Regions from separate parts of the Gossypium hirsutum genome. Here region 1 is linked to region 2. Evidence: chromatin contacts called from public Hi-C data. All regions are on one chromosome and are shown on one strand. Each heading gives the region's core, a stretch centred on a gene start, on an enhancer-like site or on the middle of the called end of the contact. The rest is flanking DNA. Distances are from core to core; before and after follow the strand shown. Region 1 has its middle 41 kb from the start of LOC107929448. Region 2 has its middle 5.7 kb from the start of LOC107929456.

The links. Hi-C and Micro-C count contacts between places; a contact is called where the count stands out from the background.
Region 1: a Hi-C map of hypocotyl shows a contact between it and region 2, with 2.5 times the contacts expected there. The contact joins two enhancer-like sites. A contact is called at or near these places in 10 of 34 Hi-C or Micro-C datasets (callus, cotyledon, fibers and 4 more).

Annotation. Positions count from the first base shown.
Region 1 is chrA08:110,395,478-110,402,294 of Gossypium_hirsutum_v2.1, forward strand. No RefSeq gene overlaps it. Among protein-coding and RNA genes, the nearest start is that of LOC107929448, 41 kb to the right of the region's middle. Within about 2 kb of position 3,999, at least 2 of the 9 cell types and tissues checked have an H3K27ac peak or open chromatin away from gene starts, as enhancers often do. A contact at or near this core is called in hypocotyl, where this site is marked.
Region 2 is chrA08:110,348,133-110,354,439 of Gossypium_hirsutum_v2.1, forward strand. No RefSeq gene overlaps it. Among protein-coding and RNA genes, the nearest start is that of LOC107929456, 5.7 kb to the left of the region's middle. Within about 2 kb of position 2,514, at least 3 of the 9 cell types and tissues checked have an H3K27ac peak or open chromatin away from gene starts, as enhancers often do. A contact at or near this core is called in hypocotyl, where this site is marked.

The DNA.
Region 1 (6,817 bases), core at 2,749-5,248, 49 kb after region 2:
GAGAAAATTCTTTCTTTTTCTTCATATCTGGATAGAAAATACTTGGGGAAGCTGAAGACTCATCTCTTTCTCCCCATTATTTAATATTTATACTAAGATTAAGGATTTAATTAACTTAACTAATCATGATTAATCCACTTAATTAAGGCATACATTTGTTTATTAATTTCAATTATGAAAACTAAATGATATTAATCATTTAGGTCATTTGGATAGTTACTAACTAGGTCCTCAAGCATTTTCTAGATTAAAACTCAATAGTGATTGAAGTTTTACAATTTAGTCCCTAAACTTTAATTAACGAATTTCTTGGTTTAAGTTCTTACCTATTCTTTATATATTTTCATAATAAATCTGTAAATCCTCCTATTATAATCTCACAGACTCGGATTATGGAATTGGGTTCTAAAATCATATTTTTTGACACCAGCTAAAATCAAGTCATTACAGAAGCTATTAGGTTCTTCCATGCTTTATATTCAATTGAGTATTCGATTGTTGGTAGGTTTCCAATGGGTAATATCTTTCTCACAATTCGTACTTTTGAATATGAAATATTACAGTGAGAGATTTCGAGAGAGGAAATTCAAACAGCATTATTTGCGATGCATCAGTCAAAGGCACCTTGCATCGATGGATATCACACAAAAAAATTTTGACTCATTGGGAGATTGTTGGTGAATCAGTGATTTCGATGGTAAAGGATGTTTTTAATGGCAACCTGCTTGATGAGATGCTTAATAAAACTTTGATTGTGCTTATTCCGAAAGTTGCTCATCTTGAAAGATATTCACAATTCAAGCCTATAAGCTTATGTACAATTCTTTATAAATTGGTAAGAAAACAATTGTGAATCAGTTAAAACCTTTGATGCCTTTTTTGGTAAGTGGGAATCAGACTAAGGGTCCATTTGTTTACATGTAAAAGGTGTTATGAAAAATGTTTTATTCATTTTCTTGTGTTTGTTTCACAGGAAACAGCTTGGTCAACGAAAAATGATTTACATGTCAACGTTAAAATAAACCCTTTTTCCTGTAAAATGACCTACCCTTTTGAAAAGCGTAAGTCATTTTCCGAAAAAGAGCTTTTCTATAGGTGATTTTATTTTTATATAAAAATTAATTTAAATCAAGCTTAATATTATTATATTGATAATAATTTTTATTTTTTAAAATATTTAAAATTAGTAAAATATTAATATAAAATATTATATTTTTTCAATATTATTAAATATACATATTTAATTATTTATATTTAGTCATATAATAAATTATTAATATAATTAATATAATTTTTGTTTTAATAAATTTTAAAAATAATAATTTTAAATAAATCTTCACATATTATTGAAAATATTCAATATTAATGTTTTAATAATAAATATTTATTACAATTATAAATATATTAATAATAAATGTTTTGTAGTATAAAGGTTAAAATATGTCATAAATCTATGTATTATTCACAAATTTGTAATTTAATTTTTCTAAATTTGTAATTTAATTTTTTTACTTTTATTTTCAAGAATTTAGTCCCTCTACTTTTTAGATTTGAAAATCAAGTCCAGTTCTTGACATTGTTAAATTTTTTTTCCAATTTTGTTGATGTCTCATTTTTAAATAAAAATACTCACTTAGTAGTCATGTAATTAAAAAATGACGTTGTAATAAACCTAAATTTAAGAAAATATTATTAGTATATGCAAAAACAATGTAAAATATAAATTTATAGATATAAAATAAACTGAATTAAACAATGAAAAGATAAGAAAATCTCAAATGTATGTTTGTTACATTAAAAACAGCTTTTATGAAATATTTTTAAGAAATCTATCAAAAAACAGAAATATTTTACAAAAATTTATCTAAACAACAAAAAATATTAACTTTTTTAGGAAAGTAAATCATTTTCCAAAAATCATTTTTCGAAAGTCATTTTCAGTGAAATAAACATACTCTAACTTTATTTCATTCTACCAGAAATGTTGTATTTATGATAATTTTACGTTTCTTTTTTTTGTAATTTTTTAAAATTTTTTCCTTAAGTTACAACAAATAACATGTTTTAACAAAAAAAAAATAGTTTTTTTCATTTCATTTTTTCTGTTACAGTGATAAAAGGAAAATCTTAACAAATTTTTATTCTTCCCTAAGAAATTACTTTACTAGAGAAATGCATCAAATTATTATTAAAATAAATTATTACAAGCTTAAATTGTTGTGTACGAAATACAAAATAAAAAATAAAAAATAAATTATACTAGGATAATTTAATAAAATGTGTTTTTAGATAATTTTATATTCAATTAAACAAATAACAAAAGTTTATATCTAATCAAATAAATCAAATATACTTGATAATGTGCTAAATAATTTAAAGGGAGAAATTCACTCACATCGGTGTAAAACTTTACACATTTCCATAACCTTTTTTACAACTAATATTTTAGCAATCTAATAGTTGATTTTATTAATATACTTGTATTTTTTGTGTATATAAATTTTCAAATTGATCGAATATATCTATCATATTGATCTAAAATATTATTTTTATTAATATATATATGTTTAACAATTCAATTTTTTTTTACATAAAACATAGAGTTAGGCATTTTTAATTTACTCAAAATATAACATGCATAATTTATATAAATGGAACATAAAATATGACGATTGAATTGTTAAAATATTAATCAAAGAAAAAGTTATGAAAATGTGTAAAATTACTTGACTTTTACACCGGTATAAATAAATCGTTTATCATAATTTAATATTTAGATAATTCTATTAACATAGATAATTTTATATTCTAAAAATCAAAACTCCCCCTTAAAATGTTTTTGGATTCCTTCCTATGAATAAAAAAAATGGTTAATATTTGGTACACTGATATTATATTTTTTTATTTCACAAGCAGTCCTAAAAATTGTCAAGTGTTTTTTTTTTAATATTTATTTTTAATATTTTATTGAGTTAGTATTTGATATACTGAGAATGTATTTTTTTATCCCGCAAGTAGTCCTAAAAATTGTCATGTGTGTCCTTTTTTAATATTTTACTGAATTAATATTTAGTATATTGATAGTGTACTTTTTTTTATTCCATAAACAATATTAAAGAATTAAAAATGTACCAAATATTTATACTCCTACAAGACACTTATCAACTATTAACTTACTTATAAAATCTAAAAACTTTACCCAGAATATAATAAACAAAAAAATAATAAGTATTATTATCGCAAAATTTGATGAATAATAACTTTGTTATATAAAAGTAGACGTTGGAATTAATTTGACGAAGATCATGTTTTTGGATTCTGTACTATTTGCATTCTTTTATTAAATATTCAGGATAATGACTTTTGCTGTTACACCATCATTTGATTTATGACAAAAGAAAAAAAAAAAAAAGGATCGAACTATACATGCAATATATAAATATCTCTCCCAATTGCTATCTTACAGGCCAAGATGTGATCAACTTGCAACATCTTTGATATATATTAATTGCCAAATTTAGAATGGAAGCTACAAAATATCAAGATGAGTGTATTACTTACTTGACTTCATTAAGAGAATCAACTATTCCTAGCAAAAAAATGAGTGGACTGAAATAATCTATTTCACAGTCATTTAAAGGCGTAATATATTTTATTTTAAAATTTAAGAAAAATAGGTTTTGGTGAAACTGAAGTTTGATCCAATATTCATACGTGGGTGGGAGGAAGAGAAAAGAGTAGCTAGTGGTGGCTAAAATGGCTAATGCGCGTGCTTTGGGAGCTTAATAATAAAGGGACAAAAAAGCATAGATATATGATATTGATGGCAAAGATTTTCAAGCCACAAAATCATTTCGATTATCATAATTTTTCCACTTACAACTTGGGAACAACCAAAGAGCTGCATTTATTTATTTATTTCATTCTCACCCCCATCCTATATATTTCACACACAATGAGCAACCCATCAATTTCAAATATATGTACTATTTTCATATATATCATTTCAGCAATCATGCCTTTTCTTACAATTATTCTTATGCCCAAGTGATGTAATGATTTTAAATATACGAAAAATGAAGTTATATAATTTTAAAAAAATTTATGTTGGAGTTGATGCAGAATAAGTGGGTGGGGTTGCAACCCTAAGTAAAAGAAACCATAAAAAAATGGGAAAACACAAGGAAGCACACGCGTGGTAGTGTGGGTTCTGCTGTCTCTACCCATCTTGGAAATTATAATTTTATACAGTAGAATATATTAGGAGGCCGCATAATCCCCACTTTTCATGCTTTCTGTTTAGAATATGAATGTTATTTGTTGAATATAGTTTTGTATGTCTTATGCCCTTCTCCTACTATATCTCGCTACACTTACGCTTACGGGAATACATACATTTCGTCATAACAGGTCAAATTTCTAACACCAAAGTTTTATCTAATCCCTTCCAGTTGACTCAACAATATTTTTGACTAACTTTATGATCACCTGCACTTACGGAATAAAAAACTTAATAGTTAAGATGCATGCCAAACCTATTTCACTATATAAATATCCCTTTTCAATATCAAGGCATGAATATTAAAAGCCACACTCAATACTTTGCAAAAGTACCATTTTAATTTCTTTTAAATCACTATTTTTAGTGACTCTCCACATTACATACCATATGACCACACATTTTAGTGGCTTTAATTTCTACACTATTTATAGTCTGAACTCTCCTCTTTAGATTGTCCAACATCTTGTATAACTATATTGTTATAAAAATTGACGCTGTCTATGGAACCTGACAAAAACCTATGACTTTACCTTCTGAAGGCTATAGTCTCTAGGAGTAAGAAGTCCAAGAAACCTCCCAGGACCAATACTAAGGTGGATCAGGATACTGGGATCAAAACGACATGGTATAAGCTAAATTGTTTCAAGTATGTTGTCAACGTCGAATATAAAATGGCATTTTTCAGTTAATTGATAGTGAAGGCTAATTAGGCTGTTAATTTGGGTTTTATATATATATATATAAAGTCAAGCTACAAATTAAGAGAAAAAGAATTACATCAACAAACCCTAGTCATTAGGGAATCAAGAATGAATCTTAACCATTTTTCCCCTATAATGTTGACTAATTGAATTGTTAAAATGACTTAGAAAGTGTATTTACCTATGCAATTAGCTCTTGATCTTTTGTGGTGATGTCCGGTCCTTTTATATGAATTCTTAATATGTTTTAATGGAACCAAAAGAAACTATAATGATGAAAAAGAAAATTTTAATCTACCAAAAAGTATTAAAAAAAAGTTACCATGAGTGGAAAAAAAAGAAAGATAAACTTTTAATTTCACTCATAAATAAAAATTTAACCGGGAGTTTTTAGGAGTTTCATAAAATGAAACAAGAAAAACTCTTAAAAAGCTAGACAAAATAATGCAGGAAGTCACTTCTACTTTTAGGTAGGGCCGTAAAGGAATCGAGTTTGAATGAATAAATTTTTGTTTATGTTCGTTTGTTTATTTTTAAGCTTGCTCGTGTTTAGTTTGTGTTTGTTAATAATTTTAAATTTTTGTTCATGTTTGTTTATTTAAAATTATGTGTGTTCATGTTTCTTTGTTTAATGTTTACGAACATGTTCATTTAACTTAATCGAACATGTTCACGAACAATGTTAAAAAATAATAAACAAACAAACAATTAATAAATATATACATACACACACATATATTGTTTTGATATAAAATAGTCAAATATAAATATTAATAATTATATATAAATGAAAAAAATACAAACCAATATAATTTTATTAATATATACTAATGGAATTTTTATAAGAAAATATTGTTAATAAATAAATGAGCCATAAACGAGTCAATAAACGAACTTGTTCGTGAACATAAACGAATCAAACACACCTCTGTTCATGTTCGTTTTTTATTAAAAAAACATAAAAATTTTGTTCATATGCGTTTATTTAACTTAATAAACGAATATAAACTAATGAGAAACATACAAAGAACTCAAGTGAACAAGAGCACAATCCATAGTGATGGGAAAAGTTCAATATTATTTTATAAAACTGAATACCAAGACATGGTATTTAAACACAATTTGTCACCTGATAACTAATTATAACAACCTTAACTGGCAAGCCCTAACTGCTAACTGCTATTACAATTTTCATTCCTTAACATGCCTTCATCATGGAACTACTCTTAATAGTTGTTGTTTGTTCAAACTTTTGCAACAACTTTAATATAAGATCTAAATTTTGCAAATAAAGGGGCTAATAAAGGTTTGGGAAACACATCTGCTACTTGTTCCTATACTGGAACATGCCCCACACTTAGCTTTCTAGCGGCAACTTTCTCACAAACAAATAACAAATCTAACTCGACATGCTTGAACTTCGAGTGCAACACTGGATTAGCAGATACATTAACTGTTCCTGAGTTATCACACCACATTACTGTCTTTCTTGAGGTAGAAACATGCAACTCAGACAACAGAGACTCTAGTCAGACCATTTCTATAACAGGGTGAGCTAGCCCTCTATACTCAGCTTCTGTAGTCAACCTGAAGATAATTTGTTGCTTCTTGGATTTCCAAGCCACAGGATTACTCCCAAGGAACACACAAAATCCTGTAGTAGACCTCCTATCATCCACATCAGTTCCCCAATTTGCATCCAAATAACCAACCAAATCCAAGTTGACAACTTTTGTAAAGTAAAGTCCATAGTCCACAGTGTGTTGAAGATACCTGAGAATACGTTTTACAGCCTTGAAGTACTGGTCAAGAGGCTTATGCATGAATTGATAAA
Region 2 (6,307 bases), core at 1,264-3,763:
AGGCTCTATAAGGGTTTTCTTATAAAGGTTTTTTTTTTTGAAATTTTTATTTATTTTTACTGTAAAATTTAATTTGGTTATTCTGTCATTTATGTAAATTTTAATAATATAAATAGATAAAATTTTCAATAGAAAAAATTTAATATACATAAATTAATTAATTAATTTATTTTAATATAAAGAATAAAATATAATTTAACTCTTAATACAAAAATAGAGTGTGGTATAAAATATTATTTTAATTAATGTATAGGTATTTCTTGTAGCAAGTGCCCCCTTTCTGTTATCCTATACATATTCTTAATTCATTTCATTCCCTTTTATTCTTTCAAAAGTTCCATCTTGGACATTGATTCTCTCTGCTTTTCTACGTTAATTTTCCTGGATGCTAAATTTCTATTTCAATCAGTTAATTTACTACCACATATAAAAAATTATCAACTATTTATTATTAATTAATAATATTCTATGAAACCTACTACTTTTTGTGATGGGAGTGTTGTTCCATGGAGAGATACCCTAACCTAATAAAAAATAAATATGACTGTCAAATTATATCATCTAATATATAGTCAGACCATCAATAATCGCATCAAAATAACAGGATCTTCATTATATTATTATATGCTCGACTTTTTTGACAAGACAATCCATCGAAATCGCATTCCATCTTTGCACCTCCTACTATTAATTCGTGTCCATTTTTTGAGATGTCATAATTTATTTTCCTCTTACATATCACTTACTTTTTATTTAATCTAATTAAAGCTGTAACTCTTTTTTAGAAAATATATATATATATATGATGAGTAGGATGCACACATCAAATGGATGTCATGATTAACAATTATTTAATAAGAGTGCGTTTGGGTGTTTTTCTTTTGGTGGAGGAGCTCTTGTTTTCGTGAGGACATTTGCACTTAGGACGTCCATTTTTTTTTATTTAAAAGTTACATTTACATTTAGATAAAAGGCTTTTCAGTATCTGTGGGAGATTAAATTTTTAAAATTCAGTAAAAGCTCCCTCAATGCCAATAAAAATTTGGTGCTTGATTACGGTGATCATTAATTGAAAAACAAACTCAGAATGCAATCAACACCATAATTACCAAAACTTTTATAGAAAAATATGAATTTGGTAGTATGTAATTAGAGGTTAAAATATGTTATGAGTTTTTATATTTTTTTGTAAATTTAGAATTTAATTTTTATATTTTTATTTTTAGTATTTTAGATTCTTTATTTTTTAAAATTTTAAAATTTATGTCCAATTGTTAGCATTGTTAATATTACTTTATTAAATTTAGGTGTCAATTTTAATTACATTGCTACTAAGAGAGTATTTTTTTACTTGAAAATGTCACACCAAAAAATTTAATAAAAAGACAACTAACTGTGTTAACAATTAAACTTAAATTTTAAAATCTGAAAAGTAGAGAAGCTGATCTCTTAGAAACAAAAATACAAAGACTAAGATTTTTTTTAAAAATAATACAAAAAAATATTTATGAATTTGGGTGGAAAAAAAATTATTTACGAGAATGGGTTGAAATGAACAGCAAAAGGCGGTCTCTCCTGTCACGGTGACACCACCTACTAAAAATAATATTTTAAGATAAATAAATTAAAAAATATAATTTAATTAAAAGAGATGTCTCTAAAGGTGGCAAAAAATAGGCTCAAGCCAAAGAAACTGGCTCGAAAAACTCGAGTTTGAACTTGTTTTAAACCCAATTTGATAAAAAAAGTACAAAAATTCGAACTTGAAAAACCCAAACCTGAATTTAATAATAAAAATAAAATTATAATTAAATTTTATAAAAGCTTTAATTATTAGTTTTACTCAAATATTTTTTCTTCATAAATAAATTATTTATTTTATATATAATGCAATAGTAATTTTGTTTGAGAAAATGAGATTACCACTTTTATACAAACATCAAAAACTCTATGATATTAATTCCTAATTTTGTAGTTCCTTTCTTTAATTATTTGTCATTGTATTTGACTTCTAATTCTTGAAATATAAATTTATATTGAATAATTTAATTCGTAATTTAGATGTAAGAAATATTTATATATTATGTTTCAACTATTAATAAAACAATCAGAGAAAATACAAAAACACAAAGTTAGATTAGACAAAGAGAAAATTTAAATATGGGTTTAAATTTTTATGACTCCAAATAAATTATTTTTTATAGTTAAAAAAATTTTAACTCTAAATTTTTATACTTAAAACATATAATTTATGTCATGAAATATTAATACATGGAAGTATGATGTATTTTAGAATTTAAAATAATATGTTATATTTTTAAATAATTACATGCACATTTCCGTAAATAATTTTTTCATATGAAATAAAAAAAAACAAATTGGTTAATAAAAAAAATAAAGGGGAGATGAGATAGTGAATGATTGTGTAATGTGTGAATAGTGGTAGTAATTTGTAATGTGTAATGTAGTATAGTGAAGGGAGTTAGGAAGTCGACACGTGGCACGCACTCCTAGCCTTTAGTGGCCACATTGGCGTCGTTTTGCTGAATTTCCCTTTTTTGGTGGGGAGGGCCCCACCCACTTATTTTCCACCTTCTCATTGGAATTGCATTATTAGTATTAATTATCTCTAGTCTCTTTTAAACTCACTTACTCGTTCAGTTTTTACATTTTCGAAAATACCAACCATAATTACTATGTTTCAACTTTGACCCTTCCTTTCTTTTTTCTCTTTATAATGGAACATCTTTTCTTTTTTCTTTTTTTTGGAAACTTTATTTCTTATTTTATTTTTAAAATAAGAAAAATATGTTTACTAAATAGAAATAAAATTTTAGTAATAAAAATATGAATAATCTTCAGTAGTTTTTTTTTAATAATAGAAACATGAATTATTACATTCATATGGATTGTTTAAAAAAATATTTTTGCATTTATGTAAGTTTCAACAAAGGCTAATTCATAAACTCAAAGTAAAAAAATTCCTCACCTTTAATATTTTTTAGTTCAAAAAATATTTTATTGAAAACAATGAAAACAAATTTTTATTACTTTCTAAGATTCAAATATTATTTTTAAAATTCTTAACTAAACACGTTTTCTTTAGTATTTATTTGTATCTTTTAAGAAAACAAAAACAAAAATAGCATTTGTTCCCTAAAACTAAACAAATCCTTAGATTTTTTATTTTTAAATTTAAATTTGCTTTTAAGATCTATCTTTCAACTAAATTTCCTTTCAAAATATGTTTTTTTTCCCTAAAGATAGCGAAGGTGATTGTTGAGGTTTGAACCTCAAGCTAATGCCAACTAAGACATGGAAACAATGTAAGGAGTTTTTTTCATTAATGAATATTGGGTGTAGTGATAAATCACATTGTACTCCTAAAAAGAGAATATAGGTTTGAATCCTGGAGATAATATTGATATTAAGATGTCATGGAAAATGTACTTGTATCAAGAAAAGCGAGGTTAAACTAAATTGAATAAAATGAAAAGTGCACGGAACAAAGTACTAATTTTCTATCTTTGGCATCCTTAGAAAGGATTAAAATGCAGTTTTAACATTGATGTTATGTGAAGATTTAATGTGCTAAGTGTAATATTTGGTATAATTAAGTGAAGTGATATTGGAAAGGAGCTAAAAGTGCAAATTTTCCAATAAATAATTTTGGGACTTTTCAAGAGTTTTATAATGAGAATTGTAGAATTTATTTTATTTATGAAAAGATGGGAAAATGAATGGCCATATATTTGAAGTTTTTAATTCATGGAAATTACGAGGCATTCATTTAAATTTTGGTTTTGGCTTTGATTAAAATTTATGTGACTTTGACTAAAATTTATTTGAATAAAAGAAAGAAAAATGAAGAAAGGCATCATCTTTCTTCTTTGTGTCGTCCACCTTCCTTAGAGTAATAAGAAAAGCTTTTCCTTTTAATTTTTCTCATCTTCTCTCAAATCCAATAAAAAATCTTCACTACCTAATTTATTTTCTTGTTAAAATCTTGTAGAAAACTCACTTCTAAGCTTAATCTAAACCATGATGGTTTTCCCCACAGTCATACAATGCATGTACATATCATCATGCTTCATGTTGATCCAAACATGGCATACTTAAACAGCGTGGATCATAAAAACATGTTTGGAGTTAAGAACTTACCTAAAACTTCATTCTTTCCACAGCTTAGCCTTTTCGATCTCCAGAGCTTCCGTTCTCATGGCAGAACCTTTAAAATGGTTCTATAGTCCATAAATTTATGTCCTTATCATTATGTATATAGAAGCATTAAGAACTTTACCTGCTCGCTGGTTTTCTTACTTTTCCATCTCCATTCTCATGAAGTCTGCTCCAAGCAGAACCTTCCATAGCCTCCTTCCTCAAGCTACCCAAGAAGTTGATGAAAAAGAGACAGTGAGACTAAGTCGAGAAGAAAATCATCCCTTAGAAACCATATTCTATCTATTTATAGCCCTTCTCGCGCTATTACCAACCTTAGGGGAACCGTCAATAGCTAAATATTATGTCTCCCACTAAGGAATCGATATGTTCCATCCTAATTGAACCAGGTTTGGTTCTAAACCATGTCTAATTTAGTTTCCAAGTTTTCATTTATTTTAATAAAGGCCACCGACTTGTAGTCTCTTCCAATTTAGTCCTCTATTTATTTCAAAATTTTGAGTTATTAGGAATCCAAATGTTACAATTCTTAAATGATAGCGAATGAAGGCAATGACACTAAAAAGGTGCGACAGTGTGAGGATGAAACACAAGATGGTGGGGGTGATGGAAAAAATCCTGTTCGAAAATGATTTTCTTGCACAGTGAAAATTAAAAATTTGAAAATCGAGCCGATTTGTGATATTTATAGCAATAAACCTTTTACCAAAATTGCATCTACGTTTTCGGTTACACGGATCCTTATCATTCATAACTTTCAACCGAACGATCTTCTTCTCTATTCTCGTACCATGAACTGCATCGAGTGTGAGCTCGAACGAATTCGAATCTAACATAGAACCATAAATAGTTTATTTTTTTTCAAAGGAAAGTGATCTGTCGTAATTTGATATGACAAATCAGGCTTTCTTGGTAAACTTGAGGAGCTTGTTTTCTAACAAAGTAGCGTCTTTTACGTAGTTTTTGGTAGTTTTAAGGTTTTTGATTTAATAAGTAAAATTGCCTCATTTTACTTACTTTTGAGACCCAAATTGGCAAATCGTGCCATTTGGTGCCTTAACCTTCATTTAAGTGCTGTAGGTACTTGGCAGAAGTTCAAAATTGTGCGAAAACTTCAATAATGCAAGGGTATCATGATATCAGGGCTCTAGAATCATGATCCCCTTATCAGTACCGAGACCAAGTCATAAAGTAATGGTATCGTTATTGGATCTGGTGCCCTAAGTGTAGTATATGTGTTTGTAAAACTTGTAATTTTTTGAACATATTGGTTAATAAAACAAATTCATTTATTACAATTAATATAATTTGTATTATTTTTCTCAAATGATTTTTGCACGCAAAGTGAAATAGAAGCAAATGTTGCTCATTGATTGTCTATTATTTAAACTGATACTAATCAGTTTTACGTGGGCAGATCGTAGTACAAAAAGACAATTTGTATTAGTATATGAATCTAAACATGTTCTTAGTCTATTAAAAAAAAAAGAGAAAACCGATTAAAAGTCTAATATGTCATCTATCAAGTCCAATTGAGGGGATGCCTTGGCTTGGGCATCAGAGTAGATAACTCTTAGAAGATAAAGACATAGATGTGTCTGATTGGACTGGTAGTACATTGGATCGGACCCAAGCATGGTAGATCCTAAATTCTTTTATGGATTTATTAACTTGTGACATTTATAGTATGACATACCTAAATCCTGAGTGGATGCGAACTATGTTTGCATGACTCATACACTTTATTGTAAGTAAAAGCTTGAGTTCAAATAGATAAGGAACTGAAAGCTGATGTGTTCGGTATGCGACTTCTGTAGTATGTAGCGTCATTTACAACAGTGGAATTGATAGCTCGAGAAATGGGTAAATGATATTCTTTCATAGGCATTACGTGGTTGATGAAAAGTAAACGTGGCCACGGGTCATTTTTTTCTGTGATGGATGACTTGATCACTATTTAATAGTGATTTACTTTTTATGAAGGAAGATGTAATTGTTACTATTAAATAAAATATGAACATATTAGGAGAGCTTGTAACAAACCGTTTTTAGGTCAAATTGAAACAGTGGTTTCGGGACCACAAATCTGAAGTCAAAATATTTATTTTATTATTTTACTAAGGTTTAC